2 separate regions of the Mus musculus genome follow, and region 1 is linked to region 2. A link is a contact called in public HiChIP or PLAC-seq data. All regions are on one chromosome and are shown on one strand. The core of a region is the stretch at or near the end of the contact, and the rest is flanking DNA. Distances in the headings are between cores, read along the strand shown.

Region 1 (3,834 bases), core at 1,291-3,790, 82 kb before region 2:
TATATCAAAAGATGGCCTAGTCGGCCATCACTGGAAAGAGAGGCCCATTGGACACGCAAACTTTATATGCCCCAGAACAGGGGAACGCCAGGGCCAAAAAGGGGGAGTGGGCGGGTAGGGGAGTGGGGGTGGGTGGGTATGGGGGACTTTTGGTATAGCATTGGAAATGTAAATGAGCTAAATACCTAATAAAAAATGGAAAAAAAAAAGAATGGATGCTGTAGGCAGTTGTGATACACATCTGTAATCCTGGCACTCAGAGGTGGAGGCAGGGGCATTGTTTTGAGCTCCAGGCCAGCCTAGGCTGTAAAGGGAAACTTTGTCTCAAAAAAAAAAAGAAAGAAAAAAGAAAGAAAGAAAGAAAGAAAGAAAGAAAGAAAGAAAGAAAGAAAGAAAGAAAGAAAGAAAGAGAGGGGGGCAGGGAGGGAGGGAGGGAGGTAGAGAGAGAGAGAGAGAGAGAGAGAGAGAGAGAGAGAGAGAGAGAGAGAAAGAAAGAAAGAAAGAAAGAAAGAAAGAAAGAAAGAAAGAAAGAAAGGAGAGATAAGTATCTTGTTATTCTCAGAGTAAATATCCATCAAGATATGTAAGATTTAAAAATTTAATGTATAAGTGAATAAATTCACGACCATAGAAATTATTGTTTCTGGAGAAAGATATAAAGTTAGATAGAACATATCGACTATGAGTAATTTCACTTTAAAACGAGATGATTTGCAGCACAGACCAGACTGGGTGGCGCATTGGCCTCATCGCCAGGCCCTTCTTCATAGCTACGGGATCTTCTGGGCCAAGTTCACAAAGGCGACCTAGAGCCACTGAAAGCCGAAAGCCATTCTCTTATGACCATTCAGATGGCAAGACACTGTGTTTATTATACCATTCCCCATATAAAACATAGCGTTGGGTCATTCTGATGAGGTGGCAAGAGATGTTGTACCCTGGGTTGGAAAGCAGGTATTTCTAGCTGAAAGAAAGGCTCATGGCCAAAGATGTGCTCTGTGGATATATAATCATGCCACCGCACTCAGCAAAGTCTGAGTAGTGGTGCAATGGGGGAAATTTTAGCAATACTTCAGATGTAGAGGAACTGGGGATAAAACTTATGTAATCCCTGTAGCCCCAAACACCTAGACAACAAAAGACAAGTGTGGGGGTACAGGGCTGCTCAGAAGCAGCTATTGTGAGCATGCAAGTCCAGCGAGGCTTAAAAATATGTCAAACTTCAATATCACTTGAGAAGGGGAAGTGGCTTCTTTATGTTTTAGTAATCTTTAGGTGTTTCTTAATGACTATTATTATTATTATTATTATTATTATTATTATTATTATTATAGCATTACTTTTAGGTATCAAATCTACCAATTCAACCTACCAGGCCAGTTTAGTCTGGCCTTCTCATGATGCACTGTGGCAGGATGGTTGCAAATGCAAGGCCTGGTTCAGCTACATGTGAGGTCCTGTCTCTAAAATCATTTTTCCCTCTCAGCTTTGATGAGACCTGTGTTGTGTGAAGTCTTTGTGTCAGGCATTGTGATGATAGAGTATATGAGGGTAACACTCAATGTCTCATGACAGGCATTTCACACTCCGGGTCTGCATCAGCCTGCATCCCACCCAATCCTCACCGACAGCCTGACCATGTCAAATGCTCTAACACACAGCACAGAAAAGGACTATGCAGGATTGAAGTCTGCTTGACAGCACTGGAGAAGTGTGTACAGGAAGCCGACACCTAGCTGGATATAAAGACTGAGGTTCTGTAAGTGGGAGAAAGAAGGCGCACACTAGCATGCACATATCGAGTGTTCTGCTGGGATGGAGTCGCTCTCTATGAGGTGGGGAACAGCTTGGCTTGAGGCAAGTGTCACGGAGATCATGCATGTGTTGGCGCTGTGCATAGAGAGCCTAAATAAACTTGATTTTCATCCAAGCATTCAGTATTATAGACATCATTTATTAAAAATCATTCATATTTTCATAACTTGATTTCTCATGCCTCAGCCAAAGACGTGCATTTTGAGAATAAAAATTATAAATATAATCACATCACTGTCAGGAAATCTGCTAAGTGTTTCCCATGTGTGAAGCACAGGTGCCTCATGAGAACCATGCAATAGCTCCTTATCGTCATTATACAGTTCAGCTAGCCGACATGGAGCAATATTCTATAGCTTCTCCAAAGTCACATGTGTGAGGAGGTGAAACAAATTCCACAATGTTAAGTGCAGACTTAATTCTCACCCTGTGGGCAGGCCAAGCCAGGGAGTGCCTCAACTACTTGTAGTTAATCAACTGTGCCACTAGATGGCAGAACCAGTCCAATTTGGAGAGCGCTCTGCCTGGGTGTGGCCGTGGCACTTAGCAATGGCTAGAAATGGCTGTCACTTTCAAGTTTAGTAGATCCGAGTCTGAAATAATATCCTTCCTAAGTAATTAAATTTTGCATAGAAATGTTTTTATTTGAAGTCAAGCCTTACACACATTCAAAGTAATTGTCCATGAAAGAAAATTGAAGGGATCCATATTTGGATCGCCATTTCGCCCTTCACAGGGAGAGTTGTAATCCTAGCGAAGAAAACAAAAGATATCTCTGGTCTCTAGTGGCCACAGCACTCTCCACTCCATCTGCTCCAGTAAATCTGGGATGGTTTGCCTTGGGGCGTGTCTTCTTGGGGGTCTTGACTTTGACCACGCCTCTTATCGTGTTGGATCTGCAGATACTGTACTTATATTAGACTAAATAGGTACAAATATCTTACAGGAAGACACACAGCTGTGCAGGGCCTGATTTTGCCCTGTTGTCTTGTGATTCAGTTCTTCAAGTGAGTTAAGGTAAATCTCACCAAACTTTGCTCTAATATCACAGATCTACATCTCATTCACAGCACTGATGCCTAAAATTTCTCTGCTAGAATTATCTTCCACCTTGCTAGCTAGTTGTTCCCATCAACCTGAACAAGCTAGTGTCGTTTTGGAAGAGGGAACCTCAACTGAGAAAATGTCCCGACCAGATTAGCCTGAGGTACGTTTTCTTGATTGATGATCGATGCGAGAGAGCCCAGCTAACTATGAGTAGTGCCAGCGCTGGCCTGGCGGTCCTGGGTGCTACAAGAAAGCAGGCTGAGCAAGTCATACGGAGCAAGCCAGTAAGCAACACCACTCCACAGTTTGTGCATCAGCTCTGGTCTCCAAGTTCCTGGCCTGACTTCCCGCAACAATGGAGTGACTTCAGAAGTAAAAGATGAAATAAATCCTTTCCAACCCAATTTATTCATGGTCATGTTCTATCACAGCAATAGAAATCCAAGCCACCCATCCTACTGAATGCCACAGATACTCTACAGGACTACTTCCAGTAGCCCTGGCTAAGACATGGCTCTAACCAAATTGCTACACAGTGGGGCCTTTGTGAAAATGGAAAGTTCACGACAGGGACACAGTGGCAACATGCATCAGGCTGAGTCACGTCGAGTTCAGGTCACAACATAGCCACAGGAACCATGAGAATCCTTGGCTAAGCGTTTCTTTTCCTCAGAAAGACTGTGACTCTGCACTCTCTCCCGCCCCAGGCCAACTCCCCAGCCTTGGTTAACAGAACAACAGCAGCAAGGACAACAACAAAAAATCCCAAGCAGAAAACAAGCTATCAGTGAATACAAAGAGGAACTTGTAATTGCAAAAAATATAAAAATGTGACATGAGAAGCATTCAGAGCCTCGTTGAATAAAGAGTAGCGTTTGTCACCCATTGTCAAGGCTCTGTCTTAAGATTTTGTTGACTGTACTCTGATGTCATGCTAATGTATGTAAAAGAATAATTGTGGTTTTGCAATGT
Region 2 (3,623 bases), core at 1,100-3,599:
AGATGGGTGTGTCTTGTAGATGTATCTATTGGGTGTGTCTTGTAGATGAGTGTGTCTTGTAGATGTATCTATTGGGTGTGTCTTGTAGATGTATCTATTGGGTGTGTCTTGTAGATGGGTGTGTCTTGTAGATGTATCTATTGGGTGTGTCTTGTAGATGGGTGTGTCTTGTAGATGCATCTATTGGGCGTGCGCTCCCCAACTTTGCACTGTGGTTAGTTCTTGTTGTCTGTAGTAGTGTTCTCTGTTGCAAAGAGAAGTTTCCATGGTGAGGGAAACTTCTTATCTGTGGGTACAAAGCATAGTGCTCATAGACTATTTGAAGGATTGTGCTGGTTTAGTGAATTAGTGATAATATTCTCTTACACTAGCCATGACTTCACTAGCACCGAGTACTTAGCATGCTTTCCCTCTTGTTGTTTGGATCATAAGTCCAATTTCGATACAGGCTCTTGAAGTAGATCATGCACTGATGCTCCTGGAGGGGCCTTGATAGCTGGGAGCTCCTGTCCTGGGGAGACCTAGTTCCAGACAGCTATCCCTACCTGCATCCCACCTCTCTGATCTATGGAGAAGCATCAAGTGTTAGCTTAGTGTATGGTGAACAAGAAGGACCAAAGGGCCCAGTATTCTCTGAGGTGATGGGAAACTCCCATTTAATGAGTAGTTCAAGATGTCCAGTGTTAAGCTTGATATTTAATATAAGACACTCATTAGTCATTAATCCAAGTCACTCTACCATCCCTTGGTATCCATTGAGGTTTTTCCTTGTGTTTACACGATGCACGTACACTCATAAACTCTATATAAAATGATGATGCATTTGTACATAACTGTCAATATCTTCCCACATAATCATAATTCCCCTTTAATCATCTCTAAATATCCTTTTTATAAATTTTACTTTTGTGTTTTTATAATGTATGTGTACACACACATGAATATAGACTCCAGAAATCAACAGCAGAGGTCTTCCTTCTTACCTTTGTCCATCTTATTCTTTGAGATAGTGCCCACCATTGACCCATCTAAATGGCTGGCCACTGGGCTAAGGAACCCTTCCATCTCCTCCTCCTGGCCCTGGGGTTATGGTGCACACTGCCACTCCCAGCTTCTTACATGGTGCTAGGGATCTGAGTTCAGGTCCTCACGCTTGGGTGGCAGCCACTTGACTGACAGAGGCATCTCCTCAACCCTTTCAAGACTCTTAATACAATGGAGATGCTGTGTGAGCCCTGTGATGCTGTATTCTTCGAGGGACCATAAGAACAAAAGTCAAAAAATTGATACAGATGCAATTTTAAAAGATTTTCAATCTTGGTGCATCGAATCTGCAGATTCAGAAGAGCAGATACAGATACATTTTAGAGGTTAACTTAGCTTGAAGCCTAAAGAAGGCAAAGTTGCCGCCCAAGCTCACAGAGCTGCTAATGAGTGGCCAGTGTGTCAGCTGTCCCTTCACCTCTTGCTGAAAAGACCTATCTCAAAGCATCACCATCTTGATTCATCTGTTTCCAAGCTGATTATTTGGCATATAACTGGTGCTTAGTTTATTTTTGTGGCACTCAGTTATGGACAAATGACCATCTTCTACAATAAAAATATACATGAACATTTTACTGGGTCTACATTAAATAATTCGATAGCACTGAGTGCATCTTTAATAACAATGTGATAAGATCTGTGCTAGATTTGAAAACTGAACTCTGCACTTAACTCTTATATTTCACATGCGTGTCTTGCCTTTGATTCCATATTTGGTCAGAGTGCATACACACGCTGAGGACGATGGGAGTACCTGGCCCAGAGGCTGCCAGGCCCCACAGCCGGAAACTGGCAGCAGGTTGTGGAACCGTATCTTTGGTTTGGCGGTGAAGTGTGCTACACCCATTTCCTGGTCTGGCCTCCTCGTTCACACAGGTTTCCTGCTCTTGGCAGTTTGGGTTTCCTCCGTTGCAACAGCTCTTCCCAGTACGCACCTGGGGAGACTGAGGAGGAGATGCCACTGGCAGTGCAGCTGGGTTGAAGAGATTATTTGTTTAGGGCGACAGAAAGAAAGGTAGAGAGAGAAAAGGAAGGGGAGGTAGTGAAGCATTCACGAGCAATGCCCTAGGCTTCCTGGATGAGGTGTGTATTGTGGGGGGCACAGGACAACTCTGGACAGGATCGTGTGTGGTGTGCTTGTGTGATGCGGGACAGTGGGAATGGCCCGAGCCTTCTCACACCCAGGAAAAGCTACAGAGAACCAAGCAGATCTCGGGGTCTTTTCACGCGCTCGAGGTGCAGCTGTTCCATGTTAGCTGGCTGGCTTCTTCTTGAAAGCCTTCTCTGGTTTCCTCGTTGACGTCATCACAACCTTTGTATCCTCTTCATTGTGCCTATCATGACCAAAAGCTCAAGTGTTGGCTGAGTTCCTTATGACTTCCTCAGTCTCTCCTTCTAAAATGCATATTGTGCCCCAAATGTCTGTCACCAGGGACACTTTGCCCTTCGGAGGTTGTTAATTATCCCCTTATTCTAGGAGATCTTCACTCAGATGCCCCATGCCCTGCTTTTATTGTTTGTTTGTTTGTTTGTTTGTTTGTTTGTTTGTTTTTGAGAGAGGTCTCAGAATGTAGCCCAGACAGGCCTTGAACTCATGTTCATCCTGCCTCCAACTCCTTGGTGCTGGGATTACAGTGTACCAGCACTTACGGCTTGGGAGTCTCATTTTTATTCAAAGACAAGCCTCAAAATTGGGCTACAAATCCTCCTTTCAGTTCCTCAAAGAGCAGTTTGTTTCCTGTCTCAGAGCCTTTCATGCCACTCGCCTGGCTGAGACATCAGCCTTTTGTGACCTCCTTGCAAACTCTGCCTGGGACCCCTGATTCATCCAGATTCAGTGGCCATCCATAGAAAGGTTTGCTCCTATAACTTTCTCAAGCTGGATTTCCTCTACGTCTTTTCCATTTGCTTACCCACTCAGTTATCCTGCATCTTCCTCACACTTTTATAAGCTTCCTAGGGGTAGAGAGTTCACGAGCTTTATTTCTCATCGTGTGCTTACGGTTTAGCACAATGCCTAGAACACAGTCAAGGCTAAGTGCATTGCTGGATCAACAAATCGATCAATGATGTTCAATCACCTGCCAACACTTGGTTCCAGAAGAAATCTTACGTCTTAGTAGCTGCAGTTCATCTGCATCATCTGATTTCTACCTCTCTTAAAAATCAAAGTTCTCCTCTGCCCAAAATGTTTCCCTTAGTACACAGCCACTGTCACTTTCTCCTTCGCCAGACCATTGGTCGTTTTCATCCCCAAAGGGGCTCTGAGCACTTATGGGAGCTCAGCACAAATCAGGAGATGCATTGGCTATGGTCGCGGACCTCAAGGAGAATGAAGACCTAAAGCACACTTTTAGCCTTTGACTACAGTTCAAATGGCTCAAGGGGGAGACGAATGAGCTAATTATAGTTTCATTGGCATTTCAAAACGTGTTTCTTTCTCCTGCTATTCTTCCTATAATCTTACTAAGACACTTTAAATAGGGCCACCCTTCCAGGAGACTCACCCTGAGGACAATCTTTCCCAGCACAGCTTTGATGCTGACAAATGCTACAACTTCCCTTAACCTGTGTCTAAT

The links. HiChIP or PLAC-seq counts read pairs in DNA pulled down with a chosen protein or histone mark.
Region 1: a contact with region 2 is called in a RAD21 HiChIP or PLAC-seq map of pro-B cells, with 3 times the contacts expected there. The contact joins two enhancer-like sites. A contact is called at or near these places in 2 of 15 datasets of contacts at CTCF or cohesin (large pre-B cells and pro-B cells), 4 of 484 Hi-C or Micro-C datasets (the C10 cell line, CD4 T cells, nephron progenitors and 1 more) and 4 of 115 datasets of contacts at active chromatin or transcription factors (CD8 T cells, bone marrow-derived macrophages, double positive thymocytes and 1 more).

The regions. Positions count from the first base shown.
Region 1 is chr3:9,946,342-9,950,175 of GRCm38.p6, reverse strand. No RefSeq gene overlaps it. Among named protein-coding and RNA genes, the nearest start is that of Gm33273, 63 kb to the right of the region's middle. Within about 2 kb of position 2,540, at least 27 of the 459 cell types and tissues checked have an H3K27ac peak or open chromatin away from gene starts, as enhancers often do. A contact at or near this core is called in bone marrow-derived macrophages, neutrophils and pro-B cells, where this site is marked.
Region 2 is chr3:9,864,182-9,867,804 of GRCm38.p6, reverse strand. No RefSeq gene overlaps it. Among named protein-coding and RNA genes, the nearest start is that of Gm33273, 19 kb to the left of the region's middle. Within about 2 kb of position 2,349, at least 79 of the 459 cell types and tissues checked have an H3K27ac peak or open chromatin away from gene starts, as enhancers often do. A contact at or near this core is called in bone marrow-derived macrophages, neutrophils and pro-B cells, where this site is marked.